2 separate regions of the Gossypium raimondii genome follow, and region 1 is linked to region 2. The links are chromatin contacts, called in public Hi-C maps. All regions are on one chromosome and are shown on one strand. Each heading gives the region's core, a stretch centred on a gene start, on an enhancer-like site or on the middle of the called end of the contact. The rest is flanking DNA. Distances are from core to core; before and after follow the strand shown. Region 1 holds the start of LOC105791039. Region 2 holds the start of LOC105791033.

Region 1 (6,920 bases), core at 4,062-6,561, 230 kb before region 2:
CTGCATATGGCACGTTACGTGTAACTATTTGATTATTCTTCTATCAAGCATGCCATTTTTTAACAGTAGAAATGGATATAACTTTTACAGAAGGGATCAATTTGCTTTTTTATCTAATGTACAATGACTAATTTGCCCATTTTTTTTAATAAATAGGACAAAATGCAATCTAACTCCTAGTACAAGGGCTTCCATGATACACGTTAACCGACACTTGTGTTATTTACAAAGTTAGCCTGACTGAAAAATGCAATTAACTCTTTACTTTTCTGTAATCTTCAACTATATCAACTGTTGAGGGAGCTTCTGCTTCATAATTTGTTTTCTTGAGTTGATGCAGGACTTGATTGTGAATGATGTTCGTGGGACTATCTTTGATACCATTTCATGCTTTGATGGTAATATAGAGCTGGAGGAGGATATGATAAAACTTATGGAGGCAGAGTTGGTAGCATTGAGGGAGGCTTTCCGTGTTCCACAAGGATTAGGTGAATATGTCTACAATAGAGTTGTTAGTGTTAAGTTGCTAGATTTGTATCGCACTGGGAGGCTCGGGCATTATACTTTAGATACACTCCCTCTAACACTTCATCATCCCCTCTAGTCTATATCTACATTGCCTGTACAAACTACATTTTTGTCCGTTAAATTTTATCCAAAGCTTTTCATACCATTTAACCATACCTACCATTCTAGTTGCGATTACGTGGTACATTTGGAAAAACTAATTCCAACCATCAACTTTGCAATAAATTTGAAATGATTGAGAATTGAAAGAGTAAAACTAATAAAAACATAAAAAAAAAAAAAATTTCTTCCTTTAAAAGTATGCTCAGGCCTTGTGCTTCTTCAAGGTACAAAATATTTTTCTGAAGTTAAAACTTAATTAATTTTAACTTTTTACTATTGTATCCGAAAAAACCATTAACCTTTAACCACTTTCTTCCGGTACTTTTCTACTACACTTTTAACCACAACAATAAAAACTAGCTCTTAATAGGAAAAAAAATAAATAAAAGAAAAAGTAATTTTATTTTTTAAATATAGTTGAAAATTAAAAAAAAAATACATTATTTTCTAACGCACGCACTTTAAGAGACTAATTCAAACTTAAAATTGATTTGAAAAGCAAATAATGCAAGTACTAAACTTGAAGAACAAGAAATCAATCCAAATGGAATTCAACCTACCTATTTGCCACCATAACATAACGGGATGATAAGATTAAGTTTGCAACAAAGTCCAAGTAATTTAGCCTAATACATAAAATGCAACTTTGAAGAACAATACAACTATTCATGGCCTGCAAATGAGTTCAAAGGAGCTGGATATTATCTAAAGTAACCATGAAAGCTGTACAGCGTTATACATACATACAAGGGGAGGTAAACATTTTCCCTATAAGCTTACCTTGCATGAAACCTTGTTATGCCCAACTCCTTTGCACCGGGTACAACACACAGATCTCCTAATAATTCCCTGGCTTTTGTTTCGTCTTATTTTCTTTGGTTGTTGAGCTGCTACTGGTCGTGAGATGCTTGGAGGCATTATCTGATCCTCATCTTCCTCGGAATCTTCTTCATTTCCACAAGGGTGAGCAATGGTCGAAGCAGGATTTATGCTCTCAGCAAATGCTAACCGGAAGCTTTCAGCTGTGTAGTATTTTGAACAATAATCATACACACTCCTACCTGTGCAGTTAAAGACAGCAACTGCATGATGGCAAGGAAGCCCAGTTGGTTTCCACATAGCACAACTGCAGTGTTGTTTGACAATATCCACAACATTGATGGAGCTATCATGAACTTCAAACAGGGTGTCGGATGAGAATAATACTTTCAGACCACGTGCTTTAACACATTCTTCTTGTAACTTTTCCTGCTTTGACGGTGTAAGCTTCATAGTCCAGTTACTCGATTCCGTTCGACGAAGTTCCATTAATTCCATGATTTTACATCTTATTACTTCAACCTTAGGTATGATGGGTAGGTCTCGTGCTTCCTCTATCCAGTTAGCATATGCCTCTGCAATGTTGAGTGTTATGTGATTAAAATGCTCACCCTTGAAAAAGGCATTTGCCCAATATTCAGGCTCATTTTGCATGATCCAATCATAAGCACTTGAAGAAACCCGTTTAATTTGCTCAGTGTACATCCTAAAACCACCAGGTCGGACTGCTTTCGCTGCAGCTAAGAAACATCCAGGCAATGAAGCCCTTCCTTCTCCAAAGAATGGTCCCTTCAAGTTCTGTATGAAACTGTCCATCAAGTAGTATATTGAGTAACCGTGGTGAGCATTTTCAAATATTTCAAGTACATGTTTCATTAATCCCTTATCTCTATCAGAGACAAAGGTTAGAGAACGGGAAGTCGACACAGCAGATCTCAACTGCTCCAAAAACCAATGCCAACTGTCCTCATTTTCATCATCTACAACAGCAAATGCAACAGGGAAAATACCATCATCACCATCCAGTGCAGTCGCTGTAAGCAGAATTTCATGGTATTTTGATTTCAAAGGGATGGCTTCGAGGAAAAGAAGTGGACGACAACCACTTTGGAAACCACGTATCAAAGCATTAAAGGACAGAAAAAGACGCTGAAATCTTTTATCATCTCCGATGACAAGCTTCGTAAAACTACCAGGGTTTGTCTTCTCTATCTTCTCACAGTACCAAGGCAACTGGTTATATGCATCTTTGTATGAACCCTGAAGTTGCTGCCGAGCATCTTCAATTCCACGCCATACTTGCGCATAGTTCAGCTCAAGCCCAAAATCACGAAGAAGGCCAGTTGCAATTTCTTTTGGTTTGTGGTGTGGGCTATCTCTCAACCTATCCTTTATAACATTCACCAGCCAATTTTTAGCTGGAGTAGCAATCTTCCATGATTCGCCACCGCAAGTATGTGGTTCATGTAACATTTTAACCCTAAACACACTGGCAGATGGGACCCAAGATGCATGAATCCTCCAAGGACATCCTTCTACTGCACATACAGCATTAGCACGATTGGTGTCATTCTTTCTTAATTTATAACCAAAGCGATGTGCAATGGCATATTTCTGTAGAGCATCACGGAATTCCGCCACACTTCTGAAATCCTGGCCTTCAGTAATACCATTTTTCCATGATTCAACTTGTTTCTCCACTGAACCATCAACAGGGCCAAGCTGGTGGTCCCCATTATTAGCTACAACAATGGGATTGAATTTCCTAGCTACCTTTTTCCTGGGTGGAGTTTTCTCTGTCTCCTCAAGATTGTCATCAACAGTCACAATGGTAAGACCATTTGCAGCACGTTTCCAGGAGGCAGTGCGCCTTCGTTTCTTGACAGTATCAGCAGGAGAAGCACTCATATCAATTGTATCTGTGTCAGTTGCATCAGCAACACTGACCTCAAAAAGACCATCAACAATGTTACGGCCAGCAGTACGCTTTGCTGCTCTAGAGGGACTTCGGAGTGCTGCATTGACACCTGCAACAGAGTCAGAAGGGGTTGCTATACTGATGGTAACATCCTTCAGGCCGCCAGCAGAGGGAGCAACTTTGGAAGTAGCAGGACGTGCAGCAGTGGCTTTCTTTTTCCTGCAAGCGATGAATGGTCTTAATGAAACTGTAGATGTCACAATTTCCATAATTAACCACAATGCAGAAATACCAAGGGAAACCCACACTCATCAAAGAAGACGGATTTTTTCAGCACATTCTTATTTTGCTTGCTGCTGATGCAATGATAATGAATTTCCCTATAAATTTAATGCGACAAAATAGTAATGACAACAAAGAGAATCTAGAAAATGGTAATAATTGCAGGTAGAGAGTAATTACCTCTTAGCAGGCATGCCATGATTTGCAGGAACAAAGCCTGCTTTCCCTGTAAGGAAAACATCTGCAGTCACCGAGTCCTTGTGAAAATCACACATCCTTTTTAGGTCTTTCTCATTAGACAAAGTAATTAGTGTTCTCCTGTTTCCGGGGAGAAAATACTTGATAGCCAAAGATTTTAGTTCCAAGTTACATTTCTCAGCTAATTTGTACTTGAGATCATCGAATCCTGTCTCAGGGCTGATGTCCAAGGCATGTGCCTCTCCTCCAGCATATAACATGGATCCATCATCTTTTGTCTCAAATTCACCACCATGCTGGCAAATCAAGATCAGCTTCCCCCGCACCATTCCAAATTGCTTCTTAACTTAAATGAACAACAAATTTACAAATAGATTACATAAACTCAAATGATAAAAGTAAAAGCTTTTAAAATCATTACAAACCATACATGGCCTACAAACATCGTTACATCAAATACTGCATGCAAGGCAATTGACAGGTATGGGAGAAACCCACACAGACATTAGAAGTACAAAAGGAAATTTTCAGGTCCCCCAATCATAGAACTGATGCACAAGATTCAGTCCAAAATGTCAAACCTTTCTCAACTTAACTAAAGTGGAAGACACAGATTTTCTTTTACTAATCATCATGGTATTCCTTAAAGGCACACTTACAGTCAGTAGTCAAACCAGTTGAAGCCTCAAACAACAGAGCACGACATTGTCTTAAACCATCAAACCAAAGGAACCAACTTGATAATTTATCAGTGGAAGGAAAAAAAAAGTACACAATTGACAAAAAATATATATCTACATTTCTAAAAACATAAAATTTATAAGTAACATCCCATGATTGATCAGTGATTTTGTTTAGAAAAGCGCTCAAAGCGAACATATAAAACAGCTAAACGGGTTTATCACCCCCCCCAAAGTTTATTTCAAGATGGAAAAGGCTGCCAAAGAAACCAAATAAGTCAATGTCTTCCACAGCTAGTGAGCTAAAGAAAAAAAAAAAACAGATCTTTTTAAAACCAAAGCAACGGTCATGATAACCAGATCAGCAAAAAAAAAAAAAAAACCCACCAAAAAGCAGAACCATTAACGAAGACCCAACAATCTAAACGAGAAACTAAATTACATTTTCCACTCAACTTCAAGGAGTAACAGTGCATGCAAAAGAATTAAAAGAAATTGACTAAATTATGGCATGCAAACCAAGAAAGAAAATAAAAATAAAAAATAAAAAGAAATTAGCACGAAAAGGAGAAAATCGGATAATAAATTTTAGAGAGAGAGAGAGAGTAAAAGGGGGAGAATTTACCAGACTGGAAAATCCGGGGCTTGGAATTGGAGGAGAAGAAGAAACCCTAAAGCTTGGGGTTTTTTTTCGAGAAATTAGGAAAAAAAAGAAAAAAAAAGAAGAACAAGTAAAGAAGGGTAGGGGCGTGATGTACAATAAATAAAAATTGGGAATTGTCGGGTCAGCGTTGGAAAAGGAATCAATTTCAAGGGGTTGTTTTGGAATTTAAGGAAAATATAATAATAATAATATTATTATTTATTAATATTCGTGATAAATGCCATAGTAAAAGAGTTGTTGATAAACATGTTGTTTGAGTGCAGGTACCAATAGACTTCACATTTTCACTTTTTATGTTTTATCCGTATATTTTGTTTTATTTCCATCCTGCTATAATTCTAAAAGAATATTAGTGTTTTCAAAATTAGATTTGATTCAATTAGATTTATTGAATCGAAAATTAATCGAGATATTATATTGAAGAGAAATAAAAATTAGTTGGCTAATAAATCAGTACAAATTGATGGTTGAGCTGGATTTTATAACTTATTTTATTTTATTTATTAATTTTAATAATTTATTTAATTTAAACCAGACAAGTATATTGATAGGGAATCGATGGTTTGAATAATTCGACTATCAATCCTATTCCAAAACATTGAAAATTTATGTTATTTTATATTTTAAAGTACCCATAAGTTTTTAAAATCTTGAAATTAAAAGATATTAACATCACGTCCGGTTCATTTGGAATAGAATAGGATTCTATCCTTTTGTGAAAATGGAATAGGATGTAATGAAATTGAATAAACATAACAGTGGAATAGATATCTAATACAAAAAAAATCAAATAACAAATATGTCCTTAAATATTTTAATGTATTTTTCATATCAATTTAATATTAAAGAATATTATTTTCTATCAAAAGAATAATATTTAAATATAAATATTTAAATTATATTTTCTATTAAATTATATTTCAAATAAAAGTTTATATTAAATTATATTTAAGTATTTTTATTAAATTATATTATAATATTTAGAATATTTTATATTAAAATAATTTTATATTTTATATTAAATTATATTAAAATATTTTTTTATAGTTTCTAAAATTTAGAAATAATATTTTATATTAATTTATATTAAAGTATTTTTTTATTTCCTCCATCTTTTACATCTTCGTTGGTCCCATCTCTCTCCCCAAATTCATCTTCATCTTTCTCTCCAACATTTTTCCAAATCAGATAAAATCGCAAAGTAAAGAATCCCAAGATTCAATTATTCATTAATTGCCTACACGTCATAAGATTAAGAATAAAATATATTTTTAGTCTTTTTTTTTTTCGCGAGGAGTTGGATGAGAAGAAACTCTCATGTCTAGTTCTGTAGTAGAGATGGAATTCACCAACAACCATCAACTATAACCCCAAAAGAACTCGATTTCGTAAACAACATAGAGGAAGAATGAAGGGGATATCTTATCGAGGTAATTGAATTTGTTTCGGTAGATATGCTCTTCAAGCACTTGAACCCGCTTGGATTATATTTAGACAAATAAAAGCGGGGCACCGCGTAATGACACGAAATGTACACCATAGTGATTTAGTAGTGGTGGAACTGTCCTTGAAGACCTGAGTTTAAACCCCTTCCCTCATATTATTTTCCAATTGGTGCAATTTTGCTTCAAACATTAGTAAATGTCACACCATGTTTTTAAATAAATGTTGTTAGAATGTTATTAAGCAAGTGAGTTGGCTTAATGGTTAAGAGCATAAATAAATCCTA
Region 2 (7,337 bases), core at 3,595-6,094:
GAGCGTCTCGATAGGTTGTGATCCTACATTTGTTGTGGACACAACTTAGCTCTTATAAGCATCCCAATTATAGGCTCTTCGTGAGCTTCCTATTAAATTGGCTCTTTGTGAGCTTCCCGATAGTGCTCGCTTGAACTTCCCGATGTATGGTTATTCGGAGCTCCCGTTATATGGCTCTTTATGAGCTTCCCGATATGGTTCTTTATGAACTTCCTCATTATGGCTCTTATGAGCTTCCCGTTATATAGCCCTGATAAGCTTCTCGATATGCTCTTTGTGAGCTTCCCGATATGGCTCTTTGTGAGCTTCCTGTTATATAGCTCGAGAAAGGGTTTCCTAATTATGTGCGTTAATGAGCACTCCTGAATATGAATTGACAGAATTCTAATTTGTACATTTCGAGTATACTACCTGTGTATCCATTGATGTTTTCAATGATTCAACGGGCAAAATCCTGACATGAGAAAATATGAACATGAAATGAATTATTATACGTATTTGCCTAAAATACATGAAAATGATGATACATGATATATGGAAATACGAGATGATGATATATGAACATGGAATTTATTTGATGAATATGTTTCTATAATTATAGATTTGTACACCTCAAGTGTACTTCCCGTGTTTCCATCGATATTTCAATTGATTTAATAGGCAAAATCTCGATATGAAATTATTCGAACTTGAGACAATTATTATGAAATGTACTTTAAATACATGGATATGATTTGTATATGTTATATGAATTCATGATGTGGAAAGTATATGTACATAGAAATCTAATTATTGTTGAGCCCATACATGTTTCTTAATATTTATATGAAATATATGACTAACAACGGTGATAATGATATATGTTAAGGCTCGTGATCAAGTAGATTGAATGTGTCTTGCATGTTTATCTTGAATTTAAATTAGTGGTAAGTTAATTACCATGTTATACGAACTTACTAAGCATTTCATGCTTACTTTGTTTTATTTTCCCTTATTCTACAGTAATTCGGAAGCTTGTTGGATTGGAAGCTTGGCGGAGATAACTCACACTATCCATTGGCCCATTTTGGTATATATGGTAAATCAATTATGGTTATAATGGAATGTATAGGTTAATTAGCCAATGTTGGCATATAAATGTTTTGGTTATAACTAGCTATTGGAATGGCTTGTGATGAACATGTTTTGATATGTAAATGAGGCTATAACATGTTTGGTGTGTGCTTAAATGGTTGATTGATAGAAACCATGTTGGCATATTGATGATTAATTTTAGCATATTTGGTAAAATATGCATATAGGTGGATTTGATAAGTTAAGTAAGTTTGTATATTTGGTTACATGATGGTAAAGTGTCATCTGAGGTGCTTAAGAGCACATTGATTGTACGTGATAATATGTCATGCATGAGACTCGATTTTGACTTGAATTAATTGTTTTAAAATGATTTGTGAATATGTTAAAGTATTGGTGTAGGAGGAAGACAAAATGGGTGAGAAATGTGGCTTGGAAAATAGCCTATCTTGTCCACACAGGCAGAGACACAGGCATGTGTCTCAGCCATATGTGACACACGGCCCAGCACATGGGAGTGTGATCTGGCCGTGTGTCCCCTACATCTTTAAAATGTCAAAACAGAATGCTCAAAATTAATTACACGGCCTGGCACACGGGCGTGTGGATTGGCCGTGTGCCCCAAGTCAGAGAGTTACACGGTCTGAGACACGGGCATGTCCCTTGGCCGTGTGAACCATACGGCCTGACCACACGGGCGTGTGATCCCTGCACCTAGGAAAAAAAATTTTAGATTTCTCAAAAAATTCTCTGAGTACCCGATTTAGTCCTGACTTATTTCTAATGCATGTTTTGGACCTCGATGGTTCATATAAGGGACTTTATGTTTGATTTCTGACATGAATACTGTATAAAATAAAATGTCTATTTACTTGATCTATATATTTTGGTAATGCTTCATAACCTTGTTCTGGTGACGGATACGAGTTAGGGGTGTTACAGGAATCGTAGCTGTATTCGATCGACGTTCAAGCCTATGGGATCGTGTACACCATAGGTATTGTTTATGTCGCATAAGGTCTAACTCCATGGGCTAATACAAAAATGATACAAAGCGACGACATGTCATCAACATGGGTATGTTCATGCAATAAACAATAAATGTTTGTGGCATGACCCAATATATTCAAAATCCATAGCTTAAAAACTTATGTACATACATCCCGATTGTAGTAAACAATAAATGTATATTTTAAATAAGTGTACATTAAGAATGTAGAATAAATTAAACAACTTCGAAAAATTAGAAATAAACATAATCAATGATGTCTCAAATGTGTGCCACAATCGGGTCTGTGTCAGGTATGCCTAGGGTTCCATCACACTATTGAGGCTAGCGACTCATTTGGGACTTAGACCTCATCTTTATATGCACATCAAGGTTGATCACTGACCTCATCTCCTTCCTTCGTGGATGACTGTGACTGTGTCCTAGTCGCCCATATTACATCCCCCCGATCGAGTCGGCATATGCGAGGACAACCTAACTCGAAAGAATAACGATGTTGAGGGTGATTGTGACATTATGGAATGATTGCACGTGTTATAGCGCTTGTGAAAAAATAAACCGATGGTGGTTGTGCCGGTACAGGAAATGATTGCACATGTTGTGATGCTTGTGTGAAATAAATTGGTGATGGATGTGTCAGTGTAGGGAATGATTGCGCGTGATGTTGTGTTTGTGTAAAATAAACTAGTGTTGTATGTGTTGATGCTGGGCGATTATGTGTGTTGTGATGATGGTGTAATATAAAAAGTGTTTGTGACAGGAATAAATGAACTATATTGACCGGGAGGTTACACCGTAATCGGGTCCTCGTGTGCATGTGGCAGATATGTTGGTTCTTCCGCAGCATCTTCTCCCAACCTGGGATTGATGGGTCCTTGTTTAGGTCTCCAACAGCGACGTTGTCTACTTCTTTCTAAAGCCGGCAGTAGGTACGACTTCTTATGATACCTGAACTAGTCCATATATTCCGAAGATGTCGCCAACTCTGGCATGAGAAATGGTTCACGTGTTGGCAAGTAATCGTACCTGTACTGCTAGAACTCGATATACTTCTTGTGGAATGTTGCCTAATCTTCGTCGAGTCTCCTACGCATGTCGATCTTGTGTAAGTCTTCGAGCTCCTGAGGTTGCGATAAAATATGTTGGATACACCCGAATTGTCGCATCACTTAGTTGGATTTGTGCATCTCAATCGTTGTAAAGGCGATCAATGGCAGTTTTATGTGCTAGCTGCTGCGGTTGGCCAAAAATTCGTCTAGGATGCATTCTTGTATCCTCGAATCCGCGTATGACATCCATACAAACTGCAGTACGAATTTATAAATTTTAGCTAGTGTCGAATATTTAATTTCAAATGTTGGAGTAAAAAACCAATAACTTTGAAATTAATAAACTAACCTCCTTTTCTGTTTGTTTAAAGCTAGTCGGATGTCTTTGAGGTTGGTCGGTATACCGCTGTGTCTCGTGGGTTTGTTCCACCTGTTCAAAAAATATGTTATTTCAAAATTAAAACAATGAAAATTTTGGTATGATAACAATACTATCAAATGAATTTTACCATGATAAGAGTGGGAATTCGTAAAGGACTTACACTTGGGGGCATAGAAATGTTAGTCAATACCATGCCTACGATTGAAGCAAGAACATGCAACTGCCTATTTTAGCTTTTTTTGGTATCGTCACTCAACACATTTCTCGGTATAATGTTGCCAGCACTGTCGATCCCTAGCTAAGTCATCCTACTTCTCTTAAGTCGATTAATAGTAGTAGACCGAGTTGTAAACTGACGTCCTCGAGTTTAATTGTACATTTGTCATAAGGAAGACAGAATGTGTACGTCTCCAACCTCCATCTCTTAACCAAAACACTGATGAGTGGGAGATCCAATTTGGTCCCCCCAAGCATGCAAACCGCGTCTAAAAAGTTTGCATCTCGCAAGAGTTCATGAATGACCTCTGATGCATATTCACTTAAGTTATTTATGTACATCTCCAAAATTTAATCTTCGACCTAAGTATATAAACATAAAAATCAATAATTTGAACAATAATTAAGTATTTAAAATTAAATAATTTAATAAAAATTTCTTAACATCATATAATTAATGGATTAGAATTAAATTATTAAATAATATTTTCTTACCATTTGTAATTGAACGCCTGAGATGTGATTGTCATCTAAATGAATAAACTAATATGCCATCGAATAAAATAAAATCAAAAGATTTATACAATAATTTTAAAAAAAAATTCAGGAATTGGGAATTTAGGATAATAAATTGAGAATTGACAATTGAGAATAACAAATTCAGAACAACAAATTGAGAATCAAATTGTGAAAATTGAGAGTTGAATTGAAAAAAAAAGAGAATTGAAGGGTTTATATAGGAAAAAAATAGCGGTTTGGATTTTTTGCCCGTTGGCAGATGTTATTGTTGCACATAAAACGTGTCCTACAAGGTGCGTTTTTACTGATCTGCCAGATAAAACATGCCACATATGTCACATTTTTAAGAAAGAGAAGAAAACGCGTCCTATATAGCGTGTTGTTCTTAGTAAATCAGTGAAAACACATTTTTTTTCTCTCTCCAAAAATAATATAAATCAATAATTTTTTAGAGAATGGTATATATATATATATATGTAAATTGGCCCATTAAAAGAATAAATAAAATAAATAAATTATTAAAAACTTCTAAGATACACGAAAGAGTAATGATACCAACAAAAAAAAATTGTAAGACAATAAATAAATTCAGAAACCTTTTAAAGCTAAAAAAGTAAAGTCTCTTTGTCTCCCTATCCTATCTTAAGCTAAGTTTTTTGTTTTGAACTTCCTCAAGCTATGTCTTCAATCTTCATAACTCAGCATTTTTATAACTCAAAAATACCTTCAATCAAACCCAAACACCTTTATGACTCAAAAATGGCTTCCACTGTCCATTTGTTGCCATCTAAATCCCCTTCGTCTTCCATGGAAGACCCATCTACGAAAGCCACCAAGGGTAAGCGAGCGTCGTACTAGGCCCATCTCAAACCGATCCTTGCTCGGAATCTAGAGAGCAATCATATTCCTTGTGCAATGCAGTCTTCATCGCCTCAAATCTTCCATAATCGCTGCTGAGCACTTAAAAGAACAACTGCTGCCCCAATTCTTTGCTCTGTAGGGATTTTGCTTTGATTTTGAAATATAGGGTTCTAAGATTTTTAGTTTTTTTTTTCAAGTTTGAAGGTTTAGGAAATTTGATCTAGAATTGGGACTTGGGTTTCAAATCATGTATAAGGTTTCACAAAATCACAAATGAATTTTAGGATATCAGTGTTCAGGTTTGAAGGAGTTATTGTATGAAAACAAATTTTGTACATATTCTATACAAATTAAATTTGAGTTTGGACTTTTATCAATTATTTTGCTTTCTGGGTTTGTGCAGATGAAGTGTATTTTTAGTTTGAAAATAATTTTTCTATTAAGTAAAAGAATCTAGAGCAGGAGAGTGAAGATGGGGTTCTTATTTTTTTATTTATTAATAATTTTTACCTAAAAAAATGAAAGGTAAAATTTCTATCAAGTCCCGCTTTCTGCCTTTCGTGACTGTTTTGCTTTTGTTTGTGGCCCACTGCCACGTTTCTCTTTATTGATGGTTCACGTGTCATATTATGTCAGAAACTACCAATGTTAGATCCGAGTACACAATGATAGACTGAAGAAAAGTACAGGTATCAAGATAATAAATTAAAAATGTAGGTACTACATTGACAATTTCGTTAATGTACAGAGGTAAATTTTGCTATTATCCCTCTATTTTTTATTATAAAAAATAAAAAAAAGTATTTCTATTTCATAAAGGAAGAGAGAAAAGAATTGTTGGGTTGAGAAAAGGTTGATATGGAGCGAGGGGGGACCCGGCCCGACCCAGAAGATGCCCTAAACCCTCTCTCAGCTCTGTTGGTTTTACGAGGTTTGTTGTGGCAACTGGCACTGTAAAGCCAAGACTGAAAAGAAAACAGCATCGTCAACCTCAACCTCGCTCACTCACTCACTGCTTGAGATCCTCAGCTGTTCAAAACTTTTCAACTCAATAACCTAATGGCTGATAAGCCAGTTTATGAAGAAGCCTCCATCGACGGCCAACCACCCAAGCTTGCCTCGATTCCCGCCAGCGACACCACTGTCTGGGCCGACGCTTCGCCTCTCCTTCAAGCCGCCTGTGCAGGTTCTATCTCTCCCTCTTTTCTCCCCCCTTAAACCTCTGTTTGGTTCTCGGGAAAATAAAAGTCAAAAAAGGAAAACCATTTCCTTTTTATATTTGATTAGGAGATCTAACAGCGAATCCCTAAACCCTATTGCTTGTTGAGTAAAATTTTTCAGTTTCTTTGGTAACTGAAGTGTGGAAAGTTATTGTTTTTTGTAGTAGAGAAAATAAATAGGGGAAAGAGAAGGTATTAACTTTATGAAAGCTATGGCTTTCTCCCTTTTATTTATGATCACCCAAAGCAAGAAAATTATTATCGAATCATAGTTTTTCTTTAAGTAACTATAAATCTTATCATTGCTGTTGTGAAGCTATGCCAAATATAGAGAGAAAATGTGGGTGCTTTCATGTGATGATTAAGACCTTATTTGTTTAGTTTCTTTTATTTCTGGGTTTCGCTTTATCACTTAGCTATTCAGCAATGCTTGGTGATCACAGGTCTTAGAGATGGAGAGCTCATTCATGGGGACAATTTCAACCTTTTTGCTGCCATGTCTGCTTTAGAGGTGTTGATACTTGATACTTCTTGGTTATTGAATGATAATTGATCTTTTGTAATTTTCTTGGAAGTTATCATTATCTTAGTTAAGATGATAATTGATCTTTTGTTTTTCTTTTTAGGTTTACTTTTCTCTGCCATTTATGCTTTTACAACTTGATTTGTTCATTGTCAGTGTTTGAGCTATTTAACATATTTCCAAATGAGGGTTTGTTGCAATGGTCACTTAGACACTTGAATGCTTGATCCCATTCTCAAACATCAAGTGATGTCTTTACTAACATAAATCTGACATAAACAAAAAAATACCTCCATTTAATATGTATTAAATTGACTTTATTTTATTTTATTGCCAGTAAAGCCTTGGCAATAGTGGCAAAGGTTGAGGCCTTGGGTCCTGAGTACCCAGGTTTGAGTCCTTCCATGTGCAATTGCGCATGTGTGGGTTTTAGTTTGGATTATTTCTTGTTCTTTGTCAGTTTGTGTGTTGTAATGGTTTGATT

Evidence for each region. Hi-C and Micro-C count contacts between places; a contact is called where the count stands out from the background.
Region 1: a Hi-C map of leaf shows a contact between it and region 2, with 3 times the contacts expected there. The contact joins the promoter of LOC105791039 here to the promoter of LOC105791033 in region 2. A contact is called at or near these places in 2 of 2 Hi-C or Micro-C datasets (both in leaf).

Annotation. Positions count from the first base shown.
Region 1 is chr8:22,380,105-22,387,024 of ASM2569854v1, reverse strand. LOC105791039 reads right to left here and starts at 5,311. Exons shown (of 3, transcript XM_012618910.2): 1 at 5,153-5,311; 2 at 3,830-4,193; 3 at 1,166-3,586. The coding sequence starts at 4,176. The coding sequence ends at 1,399. It overlaps LOC105791040 (DAR GTPase 2, mitochondrial), which reads left to right. Exons shown (of 9, transcript XM_052620354.1): 9 at 341-683. The coding sequence ends at 604.
Region 2 is chr8:22,146,951-22,154,287 of ASM2569854v1, reverse strand. LOC105791033 reads left to right here and starts at 4,844. Exons shown (of 16, transcript XM_012618900.2): 1 at 4,844-6,296; 2 at 6,774-6,841. The coding sequence starts at 6,170.